Linked DNA regions of Mus musculus: region 1 is linked to region 2. Evidence: chromatin contacts called from public promoter capture Hi-C data. All regions are on one chromosome and are shown on one strand. Each heading gives the region's core, a stretch centred on a gene start, on an enhancer-like site or on the middle of the called end of the contact. The rest is flanking DNA. Distances are from core to core; before and after follow the strand shown.

The links. Capture Hi-C pulls out chosen DNA fragments and counts their contacts.
Region 1: a promoter capture Hi-C map of adipose tissue shows a contact between it and region 2. The contact joins two enhancer-like sites. A contact is called at or near these places in 1 of 115 datasets of contacts at active chromatin or transcription factors (embryonic stem cells) and 2 of 9 other capture datasets (adipose tissue and pancreatic islet).

What each region holds. Positions count from the first base shown.
Region 1 is chr9:66,126,098-66,133,351 of GRCm38.p6, reverse strand. It overlaps Ciao2a (cytosolic iron-sulfur assembly component 2A), which reads right to left and starts at 6,741. Exons shown (of 5, transcript NM_026635.3): 1 at 6,382-6,741; 2 at 661-825. The coding sequence starts at 6,505. Within about 2 kb of position 1,716, at least 37 of the 459 cell types and tissues checked have an H3K27ac peak or open chromatin away from gene starts, as enhancers often do. A contact at or near this core is called in adipose tissue, where this site is marked.
Region 2 is chr9:66,002,098-66,009,423 of GRCm38.p6, reverse strand. It overlaps Csnk1g1 (casein kinase 1, gamma 1), which reads right to left. Exons shown (of 14, transcript NM_173185.2): 7 at 7,143-7,326; 8 at 1,599-1,684. Among named protein-coding and RNA genes, the nearest start is that of Gm22657, 53 kb to the right of the region's middle. Within about 2 kb of position 4,798, at least 58 of the 459 cell types and tissues checked have an H3K27ac peak or open chromatin away from gene starts, as enhancers often do. A contact at or near this core is called in adipose tissue, where this site is marked.

The DNA.
Region 1 (7,254 bases), core at 467-2,966, 130 kb before region 2:
CACCCAGTGTGGGTCTCCTGTGACCTTGGCACCATGAGGAAATAGAGTTTCATGCCTGCCCCAGTAAATCCAGGGAACTGGGTCATTCTATACATGGTGAACCAAGGTCACAGTGTAAGGTGACTGTTGGTGGTAGTACCACAGCAGAGCTGGCACTGACCAGAACAAAGGAGCACCACAAAGGCCAGGCCTTTTCTGCTGGGCCAGCTGGCACTCAGGCATAATGGACGGACCCTTAAGCTTTACAAAATACCAGAAGACAGGCATGGTGGCGCACACCTTTAATCCAAGCACTCTGAGGCAGAGGCCAGCGGATCTCTATGAGTTTGAGGCCAGCTTGGTCTAGGACAGCCAGAGCTACAAAAGGAAACCCTGTCTTTAACCCTACCCCCCAAAATAAGCCACTGGTAAGCCAAGCCAGGCAAAAAATTAAAACAAAGTATATTTAAAACCACTTATTTAACTGCCGTCGGGATGACTTAGCAGGTCTCTGTTGGCACATGGTACCCAGACATACATGCAGATAAAACAACCCATACACAAAAAACTTAATTAAAAATGTAAGAAGCATTCATACAGACACACATTTACCAATAAAAACTAGAATTCCCATGCACCCATGTACACACACATGCACACACACACACACACAACCCTTACCAATAAGAGTTGCCAAAGAGCAATGAGGTACTGTTGGTGTGAACTTGATAATAACCAAATAGTCATCTTCATTTATTTCTTGAACTTCCACACAACTCTCTGTGACCACTTCCAGTTCTTCTAAAGTATTGGGCTTTTCTGGGTCCCGGATAGTTCGAATCAAATCTAGAAGCATCAGAGACAAGGTATTAAATTAAAATGTGAATATTCTAAGTGAGGATGAGGATTCTTATCTCAATTGAAGCACGGACTAGTTTCAAATGTGTATGTTTTGCCTCCATACATATCTGTGTATTCTGTGTATGTAGTGCCCACAGAAGCCAGACCAGGGCCTCAAGATCCCTGGAATGACAGCTGTGAGTGGCCATGTGCATAAGAAACTGAACACAGGTCCTCTGCAAGAACAGCCAATGCGGAGCCATCTCTTCAGGCCCAACCACCCCGCCCTAACTTTCTTTTTTCTTTTTTTTTCTTTTGTTTTTTCGAGACAGGGTTTCTCTGTATAGCCCTGGCTGTCCTGGAACTCACTCTGTAGACCAGGCTAGCCTCAAACTCAGAAATCTGCCTGCCTCTGCCTCCCGAGCGCTGAGATTAAAGGCGTGCGCCACCACTACCCGTCCTCCTAATTTTCTTTTAATCAAATATTTCAGCAACTCCCAAGTATCTGACAGAAATTTCTACTAATAGAAAACAATTTTCTTAGATCATTATTCGTCCATATCCAAGTCTTAATTCAAAACCATGGGAACTGTGAATGGGGAGAATGTGAAGGGAGCCCTAGAGGAGTCTTGGTTGGAGAGAAGGTGGGATTAAGCCTTTGAAAATGAACAGCATCCCCTTAAGACAGAAGGAAAGAACCATCAGGGGCTTCCTTGGCTTGTTTCCAGCAAAGGAAAGAGCAGAGAAGAAGGGTGGGGCCCAACCACCAGGGTATTTCACAACTAGCCACAGGCAATAGGGATTCCTCAGGAGATTTAGAATAAGGAAGTAGGAAGGGCAGTGGGGTACAGTCAACTGCTAATTTACTCACACTAGCTGCAAGAACCAGAACCAAAGAGAAGAGCTAGAGACGGCCACTGAGAAGCTCGGCTTAAAATCAGCAGATGACAACAGGGACAGAGACAGGACAAGCAACTAAGTTCCTTGTTTCACAGGAACTAACATGTGGCAACTCTCTGCATCCAGAAGACAAGCATACAGAGAGGAGGGAGAGGACTCAGATTTATTTATTTATTTATTTATTTATTTATTTGGTTTTTTTGAGACAGGGTTTCTCTGTGTAGTCCTGGCTGTAACTAAGTTCCTTGTTTCACAGGAACTAACATGTGGCAACTCTCTGCATCCAGAAGACAAGCATACAGAGAGGAGGGAGAGGACTCAGATTTATTTATTTATTTATTTATTTATTTATTTATTTGGTTTTTTTGAGACAGGGTTTCTCTGTGTAGTCCTGGCTGTCCTGGAACTCACTCTGTAGACCAGGCTGACCTAGAACTCAGAAATCCACCTGCCTCTGCCTCCCAAGTGCTGGGATTAAAGGCGTGGGCCACCACCGCCCGGCTGATGACTCAGATTTTAAGCTCAAGTATTTGGAAGAACAGTATTAAGATTAAAAGGGGGTGGGGATAGAGGCTGGCTGGGGAAGACACCGTGCTTTAGCCAAGCCTGAAGACATGAGTTCCATCTCTCAGACCCACATGGTAGACAGACTCATAGAAAATTAGCTCAGTTTCATATGCAGTGTTTGTGGAGGTGCTTCAAACAATGAAATGTTCTAGCAAAGTTGAACAGTTGTATAGTGCACACCAAGTGCACACCAAGGCTAGAGTGGTTATTGAACTCACAGAATCCATCAAGAAGTACTTGGCTCACCGGGCGTGGTGGTGCACGTCTTTAATCCCAGCGCTTGGGAGGCAGAGGCAGGTGAATTTCTGAGTTCGAGGTCAGCCTGGTCTACAGAGTGAGTTCCAGGACAGCCAAGGTTACACAGAGAAACCCTGTCTCAAAAAAAAAAAAAAAAAAAGCACTTGGCTGGATATTTGGATATTGCAGTTACCATGAATGCCTTGAAACAAAAAAAAAAAACATTGTCTGGGCCCTATCCTAGGCAGTCTAACTTAGCTGGTTAAAGCATGGCCCGAACAGCTAGACTTCTTAAAACTCCTCAGATTATTTTCTTAAAACTTTGTTGTTGTTGTTGTTATCTTTATGTTAAGAATGTTTGTCTACATGTGCCTGGTGCCTACAGACATCTGAAAAAGGCTTCAGATTCCCTGGAACTGGAAGTTAGGATAGTTGTGAGCCACCAAGTTGGTGCCAGGAATCGAACCCTGGACCTCTGCAACAGCAGCAAATGCTCTTAACTGTTGAGCACTCTCAGGTTATTCTTATAGGCAGCCTAGTTTGAGGCTCCTTGGTATAGAGGGAAGGAAATCCACAAATGGATCCTTGAAAAGTTGGCTGTGGTGGCACAGGGCTATAATCCTGGCACTTGGGGGGCTGAAGGATGAAAATCTTCACTTCTGGGCCATTCTAGGCTACACACTGAGTCCCTATCTCAAAATGGAAAAGCAAAGAAGAACAGAGAAGGGAAAGGAGAAGTGTTTAACCATAGCAAAGGCTACAGAACAACACAAGTGAGAGAATTTGAACTCAAGGCTATCCCGGGCTACATAGTAAGACTCTCAAAAAGAAAAAAAGGCCAGCATGAAAAGCAAAGCAAAAAGAATCAGAAAAGGAAAGCCAGAGGTGGCCAACATTAAACACTACAGGACAACTCAGGCTAAAGTGGTCTTGGATTTGTTATTCAACAAGTCACTTATAAGAAAGCAGTTCGGTAGAGAGGTGCAAAGTGGGGAGCCAACAGATCAGAGAATGCACCCCAAAAGCCTTGGCAGGAGGGTGGAGCAGAGGCTTTAGAATCTTGACAAAGCTTAGGGACATTTGAGTACGGTTTTTAGTTCAAATGGAAGGTTGACAGAAGGGAAATCACACTGTGAATGGAGCTGGGTGAAAGGAAGCAGAAGACAAGGGGATTAAGAAGGCTGGACCTCAAGGAGGTCGGTGGCAAGGACACGAGGTTGTCCTGCCTCAAGCTCACAGAGGAAAATAAAATAGAATAAAAAGGAGAGTGATAAAGGGAGGGCAGGGGAGAGAAGCAGGATTTCAGGTGAGTGGGTCTGGTGTTCTCAGGAGCCTGGGGTCTGTTCTACTACTCATACCTTACCCAGAGACCTAAAAAGCAGCCAGGAAAATAAATCCATCAAACTTTCCTTCCCTAGACTGTCTTCTGGCCTTACCAATAAAATAGGACATTTGAAAATGCAGATAGGAGCTGGGCATGGTGGCGCACGCCTTTAATCCTAGCACTCGAGAGGCAGAGGCAGGCAGATTTCTGAGTTCAAGGCCAGCCTGGTCTACAGAGTGAGTTCCAGGACAGCCAGGGCTACAAAGAGAAACACTGTCTCGAAAAACCAAAAAACTCTGTCTCAAAAAACTAAAAAAAAAGAAAAGAAAAAGAAAATGCAGATAGGAAAGAGGATAAACTTCCCCTTCATGTAGCAGGTTATTACCGGATTGGAAAAGCAGGGTTTCCCCCCTCCTCTCCTCGGCTTCTCCTTCTAAGCTTCATTTGTAAAAGCTGTATTATAGTCTTTGAACACTACTAAATCCTGAAATTAAACCTCACCTCTTACCCCTTACTGAACACCTCTAGCTTTCTAGTGATTTGAGAAGTTTGATTTTTTTAAAAAGATATCAAGCTTGTTCTCACATTACTCTCCTAATTTCCTCTCACCCACAACTAAGTTTTTGTTGCTCTGTATTGACATGAAGGTCTGCTCTTCCAGAGGACTTAAAATCAGTTCTCAGCACCCACAACTGGCAATACACAACCTCCTGTAACTCCAGCTTCAGGGAGACCCAACACTTCTGGCCTCCATGGACACACACAGACTTAAAATTAAAAACAAACAAACAAACAAACCTCTTTTTTAATACTTAAAAAGATGATTCATTTATATTTAAAAGTTTCAATGGGTGGTGGTGGTGGTTGCGAGATGATTCAGTGGGAAAAGGGGCCTGCCACCAAATAAGCCTAACCTCCTGGGTTTCCATCCCCAGGAGCCACTTGCTGGAAGGAGAAATCTAACGCCAGCAAGTTGTCCTCTGACTTCCATATTTGCACTATGACTTGCATGTGTATGTGCAAACATGCACAAAGTAACTAAATGTAATAAAAGTGATTTGAAACTTCAGTATTCAATTCCAGTCTACAGTCTAAAGAAACAGCCTACCACACCTCCACCTGCAGTCACCATCAGGTGCCTCCTTCTGGATAGCCAATTCTGTCTTCTCATCTCCATATTTTACTCTAGTTTCTTCAGCGTATGCGACCTCTGACATATCCAAACTACTCTTCAAGACCTACCCAAGTAACTGTCTAACATCATCACAGATGTTTCTAGTCAATTTCTCTTTCCTCTGCGTCTCCATACCTCCTACTTAAGCTCATGACCTCTGACTGCATTTTGTATTTTTGCATAAGTGGGTGTCATTCAATGCAAACTTGAGGACTAGAATCATCTCTCTTGAAGAGTTGTATTTCTGGTCCCCGGAAGTTTCCAGACGCTATATGCAGAGGTATGGTAGGATGGGAATGTTTTGTGGAGATAGTACAGTAGCAATTATCTTCTGCCTGGGGTTAAGTCAGCCTTGCCTCTCTACCAAGAGATAAGGGAACCTGATTAGCTCCCGGGCCATTCCATCTTTGGAATCCTTCTTCCTGGCCTATAATTCCACCTAAACTGTATCTGTAGGAGCATCTCTCTTAGTGCTACATCTTGGCCTTTTTGTTTTCAAAAAAATAGGGCTAGTGGTGGAACACACCTAATTTGTATGAGACTCTGGATTTTCTCCCCAATCCTGATAAATAATACTACAAATGGTCAACGGAGGGAAGAGAGGGGCTGGGGAGGTAGGGTCAAGAGTGGAGAAGGAAAGAGGGAGGGAGGGAGGTGGGGGAGGAGAGAGAGAGAGAGAGAGAGAGAGAGAAACACGAACAAGCATTACATTTTCAATCACAAGTTTGGTTTTTTCTGTTTCTTACTGACAATATGACCCTCTGGGTACTTGTTAAACAACCCACTCCCCATCTGTACAATGAAGACAGTCCCTCAAAGTGGAGAGTCTCTGAGTGAATACACGAACACACTTAACTGTGTAAGAAAATTGTAAATTTAAAGCCTCTCGCTGAGATATCTATCCCTACCTCTTCACTTCCTATTGATTCTGTCACACAAGAGAGTTGCTATGACCTTGGGCCAGTCCCCAACTCGGCCATTACCAAACAGTGACCTCAGTTATGGCGGGAGGAACGCAAGTCCAGGAACTAAAGAAGGAAAGACTCTTGAGTAGTGAAATCTTCGGCATGCTTTGCTTCTTGATCACTGTAGGCTCATTCTGCCCACATCCCTTGACACTGTCCCTAGAGCTGTAGGCAGTCCAGGGTAACAAAGCGTTTATGAGTTCCTGGCTCAATTTCGCTCCAGGTTTAGAAATAGCCCGACATTGCTGTGTGACTTAGGACCCGGAAGAACATGCTTCCCTCTAAGTCTGGTAAAAACCCCAAGGGTCCACTCCAGCCCAAGGGTGAGGCCCTCCTCCACCCCCTCTCCAATGCCGCCTCTCAAACACCGTCAAATAGTGCCCTGGGTAAATTACCATAAACTTCTAGCGCTTTCTCTTCCATGATCCGGGGCTGCCAGGCAGCTCCGTGCTCAGAAAAGCCTGAGAGCCATAGGACCCTGCTCAGCGTCCAGGAAAGCAGCCCAGACACTCGCTCCATCCTCACGTTCCGCCATCCCTGGCGACTGTCCCAACCGAGCCACCGTCTTTCCGCAGCCGACCTCGAGAGAGAACTTCCTGGTCTTCAAATAAACCAAGACATGTGTAAAGGTTTAGGGGAGCAGAGAATAGGCGGGACTCAAAACTGCAACGCGAAGGACCTAGGGAAATTAGCTGTAAAGACTACATGTCCCAAGATGCTCTGCTCGATTTAGAAGGCACAGAAAAATCCTTACGGCCCGTTAGGCGCATTGCATGCTGGGATGTCTAAGGGGCGTTAGCGGAGCGGCGGCGAAATGTATATGGGGCTTGTAGTCTTAGCCAGAGGATCGTGTAACGGACTGTTATACGTCACCAAATGCCCCACTCAGTTCCTAGGAAGAACTAAAGATGAATCCTAAAGAGGTAGGGGAAAGGAGATCAAGGTTACTACTACTGGAAGATATTCTAGAACGGAGACTCTACAGCTATTTCTCAGAGGAAGCCACTTCCAAACAAATTTTTCTTACTTTCTGACCAGGCCGGAAGTGGATTTCCTTTGCGGTGAAAGGGGTTATTTTGGAAGACCAATGTTGATAGGCATGCCTACGGACAGGGAAGGCTTAGTTTTCTTATCTCCTAGAAACTTAGTTTAGTGCAGCTTCTCTCCATGGGGAGGATTTCTATCGACCACCACCCAAATTACAGCGAGAGAACTTTATCTGTGTTCACTATGTAGTAATGATAACGGAGATGAACATCCTAAAAAAG
Region 2 (7,326 bases), core at 3,549-6,048:
GTCAACTTTTCTGTAGTTAGTAATTTATCTTATTTCAAAGGAGAGAAAAATTAGTGCCAAGTTCAAAAGACTGGAAAGACAAGAAATGAGAAGAATCCTTTAAGTAATGTTCTCAGGGTTCAGAAGACAGCTTTACTGACAAGGGACACCAACCAATAAACAAAACTTCTCCAGACAAATGAAAGATATCCGCAGAATAGGGGTTGCTTACAAGTAAATGTGTGCCAGAGGGTCAGAGCAGTCCCAACGCAGCATAAGGAATAAACAGGAGACTCCTGGGCCTTGGGTGACGCTCCCTTAGGCTCTAACCTGCCTGCTTCACCCAGAATTAAGTAACGTCGAGGAAAAGTAAGTTGGAGAGATTCTAAATCCACTACCAACACCAAAACGGGGTCTCAGAGTCCACCAGAGTTTCAAGCAAGCAGGATGTGTAAGCTATATGTAACATGTCACTATCAGTGAAAAGACACACAGGACTGGATAATTATAGGTGAGAGCTGACAGGAGAAAAATTTAAGAAAAGAATTTTTTAGAGAATAGGAGGGTCTGGCTGTAGCTCAGAGAAAGGACATTTGCGGAGAATGTACAAGGCCTCGTGTTTAATTAGTGAGAATGAATGGGTGTAGAAGTCATGTCATAGAAAGCACGGGAAAATGGATTATTTTGCCTACCTGGAGGAAGGAAGTATATTAATACCTCAAATTACAGATTAAGTATCTTTCCATATTAAGAAATAAATTACAACTAAAAATATACCTTATATCTGACTATGTAAAAGGCTTCGGGAAGGGTTAGAAAATTAAGTTTCCTAGTAACAGCTACAGGGTAATCATAATGCCTATTACTGTATTAAGAGTTTATGCCGGGTGTGGTGGCGCACGCCTTTAATCCCAGCACTGGGGAGGCAGACGCAGGAGGATTTCTGAGTTCCAGGACAGCCAGGGCTACACAGAGAAACCCTGTCTCGAACCCCCCCCCCCCCAAAAAAAAAGGAGTTTACTCACATCTACCTAAAGAAACATCTACCTAAAAAACCTTATGCTTGTAAGAAATGGCTATTATTTGAAAGTTATTTATTCAATAATGTATTTAAACAAACAGCAGTGTGAAGCCTGAATCTTTTTCTGCTATTTTTGTTAAGGTGAATCCTTTATCTATGTAGGATTAATATATATTTCCTAGTTCTCCTTAGGAGCCTGGAAAAACCCTGTTGGCTTTTTTGGTAAATGTGTAGCAGATGCTGTCATTGTTTTGTTGTAAAAATTTCCAATAGCTGGGGAACACTCCTCCTTGAGAGTGATGATGTGGAGGAGGGCCACCAACACGATGAGAAAAGCAGCACTGCCTCGGCTGGGAGGAGGGAGGGGAGGAAGGAGAATGGCAGAGAGGCAGGAGTTAGGATAGGAAGGTGGTGAGGAAGCCAAATGTGAACAGAGCTCCCCAAGCCCAGGTGACCAACATTTTACAACGTGGACTAATGTCACAAGCCTTGCTTCTCATCTTGGAAACCAACCTTCCCCTTTGTGCTTTTTAGAGACACCACCCTAGGCAGCCCTTTCATTATCAACTGAGCAGACAAAAAGCACTTTCAAGGATACCTTGAGTCCTTGCCAGGGTAGGCTGCCTCGGAGGAAGTACATGAACATATGGCCTAAGGCTTCCAAATCATCTCGCCGGCTTTGCTCTAGGAGGGAAGACAGATCACACACATTATGTTTGCAGTTATTAAAGCAGAAAGAGCTTTAAAACCAAACAATCCCTCCCGAAGCCCTTCTGCTCTAGAAAGGCTCTTCTTACTAATCTTTGTACACTTGAACCAGGAATAATATTTTAGATTAAAATTGAAAAACAATAGGTGGCCATCCTTTGCTGCTAACAAGTAAAGAGCAAGTGAAGAGTAAATTCTAAATCCCAACCAAGACCCAATGCTAGCTACTGGGCAAAGCACTCCGGATTCAACACCTGCATGAGCATGGGATTACACATAAACAAACAGGACTTGTTTAGTTTGGTTATCACAAGGAAAACAGGCAGTAGTCTGCACAGCTGACTGTCCCAGCTGAGGCAGTCCACTTGGACTAGGCCCACAGAGATACAAGATGCAGAATACCTAGTATACATGTTAGCAAAATTTTTCCCAAGACAGGGTTTCTTTGTGTAGCTCTGGCTATCTGTCATTGTATACACCAGGCTGGCCTGGAACTCACAGAGATCTGCCTGCCCTGGGATTAAAGGCAAGCACCCCCCACCCCCACCCCCACGTTTAGCAATTTTAACTCATCACAAAAATGAACACTTTAGTTTCTTCTTTTTTTTTTTTTTTTTTTTTTTTAGTTTCTTCTTCTTTTTTTTTTTTCCCCTTCGAGACAGGGTTTCTCTGTATAGTTCTGGCTGTCCTGGAACTTACTCTGTAGACCAGGCTGGTCTTGAACTCAGAAATCTGACTGCCTCTGCCTCCCAAGTGCTGGGGTTAAAGGCGTATGCCACCACCACCCGGCAATACTTTAGTTTCAAGTCAGCAGAGAACAATATATCACTTCTTGGTTAACATCCCACTTGAACCAAGTATTCCACAATCACCTTAAAACTAAAAAACGGTTTAACATTAAAAGTGTCCTCTCTGGATACACAAAACAAGTTGCTGTCTTTGGAACTTGACTACGTTTCTAGCTTTTCTCTCCTTTGAAATAGGAAGATAAGTTAGTAACTATGGAATAGTTGACAAGATCTTTGGATGTCAACACTAAATACTAACTAGTATATGCATCTACTTTGAACTTACCAGTTATGGCTCATCAAGGCATTTATTATTTATTGTTCTTGTTTTACAGAGATAGGCTTTAATGTAGCACAAGACAGTCTCAAATCGCTATGTACCTCAGGATGATCATCCTGTCTCCACTTCTCAAGTGTTCAAAGTACAGGCATGATTTGTATTTACTTTTTGTTTTAGCCAAGTTTAGAGCTTCTCCAAAAGAGATTACAGCTGGGCTTGGCGGTGTACATCTTTAACCCTAGCACTAAAGAGGCAGAGGCAGATGATCTTGGTGAGTTCATGGCCAGCTTGGACTAAATGATACCCTGGCTGGAATCGGGGATATGTATGTGTATGTGTGTGTGTGTATACACATAAGGAGAATTAAGAGACTACCTTGAATGTGTCTTATTTAAGACAGGTGGGCCTAAAACTCATGATCCTTGTACCTCAGCTTCCCAAGTGTTGGTATTACAGGACTACGTCCCACCACTTTGCTTAGTTATCGCTTTCAACTTGATTCTAATCTTCTGAACTCAAAGTAAAATCCAAGATTGTCATCTAGGCTGGGAAAGTCACAGACTAAAAATACAGCACAACATAGCATAGCTGCTGTCTCAAATTATGGGAAACTTGCACAAGAAGGAATGAGTAGTGATACTGTAAACCTGGTCAAAGTGTCATGCTCTTTGGAAATGGGCCTAAGTGGGAAACCTGCTATTGTTTTTTACTTAAAGACACGTCAAGCTGCCTACTAAATATTTATGTTTAGACCCATATATTAGTGCTGTTCTCCACTTTTGCCAGAAAAGTTTCTGAGAGACTCCAAACTGCTGAGTGCTTCCCCTAGTGGGCTATCTCTACCCTCCAGAAAAGCTCAAGGGCATCACAGAAGGAGGTGTGGGAAGAACGTAAAGGCTGAGGATGGAAAAGAGTGCTATATAAACGACAGTCTTTGGGACAGGACATGGCCACTGCACTCATCAACTTACAGCAGCCAGCCAATAACTCCAGTGTGGGTGGGGGATGCTCCTGAGGCTCAGCTGAGGAGTGAATGACAACTGATGGTTGCTGGAGGAAGAGGAAGTCAGTTTATTTTGGCTTATGCTCTTGAAGGCAGCACTAACTGGACTCAGTGGGTTATTCAGAAGAGGAGGAGGAAGAAAAGGAAAAGATGAAGGTGAGAGGAGCATTGTTGGAAGAGGTCCAGGAGGAGTTGGAGGGTTAGTAATATAGATTTACACACACACACACACACACACACACACACGTCAAATAAACAAGAAATATTTTAACAACATAAAAATGAACAGTACTCTACAGAGTAGATGAACTGTTTCAACTTAAAAGCTTTCATTCTGTTACTGTCACCTGTGCATATCACTGTTCCTTGCTACTACTTCATAGTTGCCCTCTAAACAGTTCCTACATCATACACCTTCCAGCTCACCTTCTTCATTTGAGGGTGACCCTGTCTGAAAAGGCAACTTTATAAATAGTACTATGACAGAAGGGGGATTTTCCTTAACTTTTTGTTTTGTTTTTGAGGATGATGTCTCATTTGGTAGACCAGGCTAGCCTGGAATTCACTATGAAACTCAGGCAAGCCTTGGACTTCTGGTGATCCTCCTGCCTTCTGCTTATACAATGCTGAGAATACAGAAATGGGCCACTATGCCTGACAAAAAGGGTTTTGAAAAGGCAGTTTCTAATAAAAAAAAAGGAGACACCCATGACTGGGGCATAATTTTGTGAAGGGTCTTCCTTGAATGAACAGGTCCTGGATTAAAACTAAGAATAAAAGGAGGGGAAAAGCGTTTAAAAGGATGTAAGAAAACACAAGCTCTCCAGACAGTTTGGCCTACGTGAGGTGTCTGAAATTTGCAATAAAATGTTATGGGATTGAAAACAAGTAGTCAGACAAAAAGTTTGTTAACAGAGCATAGGAAATGAGGAGAGGAGCAGAGCATGTGAGGTGAGCAGACAGACAGGGAAGCACAGTGGGAGAGTTTCCCACACGGCATCACACCTCTGCTTTTATATCTGTTTCCTGTACGTAACAGGAAGCCTGGGGAGGATAAAAAAATTCCCTAGGCGAATGCTTCAATTGTAGCTAAGTGAGCACTAGAGGGCGAGCTCTCCACAGATTTACAATTTTCACACACACACACACACACACACACACACACACACACACACACACACCACACACACACAAATGATGTAGCTCTGTAAGTCCTGAGGAGAAAAAAAAAAGCATTGCTCTGGGACACAGAATAGAGAAACTATGACACCTAAAGTAGGTGTGAGACCTAGGTCTGTGCTCACTGTTCCTATTAACTCATATTAACACCATCTAGTAAAGTGAAAATGCAGCCAAGCCACCTACATTGGGCCTCAGTTTCTTATGTGAAAATAATGTGGCCATTTTAGGTAATTTGAAAAATCATTTTTGAGCTCTAAAAATTTATTTTTATCTATTTTTATTTTATTTTATTTTATTTTATTTTATTTTTGGTTTTTCAGGACAGTGTTTCTCTGTGTAGCCCTGGCTATCCTGGAACTCACTCTGTAGACCAGGCTGGCCTGGAACTCAGAAATCCACCTGCCTCTGCCTCCCGAGTGCTGGGATTAAAGGTGTGCACCACCACCTGGCTGAGCTCTAAAAATTTAAAATAATCAATATTAAACTATTAGGTCTTAAATCTTCATTTCTGTTTGTCTGCAGCTAGGTCTTAAAATGTAAATGAAAACCAGCACGTGCTGTCTCCATACTTGCTTGGATAGTCTGCACTGTAATGCAATAGGTAGGTCCTCCTCACTTTTCACAGTGGATTTGTTGTTGTTGTTGTTGTTGTTTTCAAAGAAGGGTTTCGCTACTAGGAAATGAACAAGACACAAATGTCTTCAACATGGTGGAGGCTCCCTTCAGGTTATAAGAAAAATGTGTTTGCTTTACAGGCACAACACCCCAATTTTAGGCTAATTGTATTTTGCTCAAAGAAAGAGTGTTCTCTAATTTTAGCCATTAAATAATGGTTTTAAACCTGGGCTGGGATGTTTTAATCAATGAGAGGTAGCTCATCTGATGTAGTGCCAGGAAGAACACCTTTTCCTTTGCTAACTTCCATTACAAAGTGAAGAGCACTTCTCTGAGCTATTTGACAATATATTTCCCAGGGTCTCCCTCCCTCATTACAACTTAAAAAAATATTACACATTTAAAAGCCAACAATATTAGAACTCCCATGGACACTTCTCTAGTGTGTGATACCTGAGATAGCATTTATGAGTTATGTTTTGTTTGAGACATGGTCTCACTAGGTAATCTCAATTGGCCTAAAACTTGCTATGGAGATGAGGTTGGTCTCAAACGTGGGGACCCATTTGCCTATGCCTCTAGAGTGCTGAAATTAAAGGTGTATGCTACTATACCCAATTACAAAAATTTTTATCAACACAGGGGCACATGTCTTTAGTTGCGGAATTTGAGAGTTAGAGGTATCCAGATCTCTGAGTTCAAGGCTACATAGTGAAACCCTGTCTTGATACACACACATACACCATGAGAGAGGGGGAGAGAGGTAGGGGGAGAGAGAGAGAGAGAGCGCGCTACAATATGTAGAGAAATGGAGAACAAACCTAATGGTAAGGCATATTAGATTTGACCTGAAGAGCACTTGGGCTCATGAAGCCTAACTTTGGAGATAATTCCAGTGGCAATCGCAGAACACCAACACGAGGAAGTGCTCTACTGTCATACAGGGTAGATGCTCAAAACATACTTTATAGAATAATAAAGATAATTGCCATGAGGGATAACCTACTGGGCTAATCATACTATCCACATCATGTTTTACCTGCATGTATGTCTGTGTACCACATGTGTTCCTGGTCCCAAAGAGTTCAGAACAGATCAGATTCCTTCCTTGGAACTAACGCTACAGCTGGTTATGAGCTGCCATGTGGGTGCTGAGAACCAAACCTGGTCTTCTGGAAGAGCAGCCAGTGCTCTTAACTGGTGAGCCATCTCTCCTGTCCCAGCACCCATGTTTAGTGAAACCCCTTCATTAACACAGGCCTGGCCTGATTTCCTCCTTTTACGTGTACAGAGTCATACACAAGTAAATAAATACAAGTCTCATTACTTAATGCAAATACTACTATCATCTTGCAATAACTCTTAAACTGCTGAAGAACGAAGCATCAGAAAACACAGAATTAAGATATATGAGAACATCACCAACTTACCATTCCACTCTCTCAAGTACAAAAAATGTCACTTACCTTATGATGCAGCAGATGGTACAAGTTGTAACTCACAGTGTAATGCATAGTCAGTGTTATGGGAAGAAGATGCTCACATAACCTGCCCCTTTCAACGCACCTTTGCCTAGATGTGTGTTGATAGACATGTATCTCGCAGTTCCAGTCAAACTTTTGTGCTCTCTGTAAGGTATGTGTTTTTTGGTTTCAGGATCAACATATTCCTTGGCCAGTCCAAAATCTATAATGTGTATTACATGCTCTTTCTTATTGCCTTGTCGGCCAATCAAGAAGTTCTCTGGTTT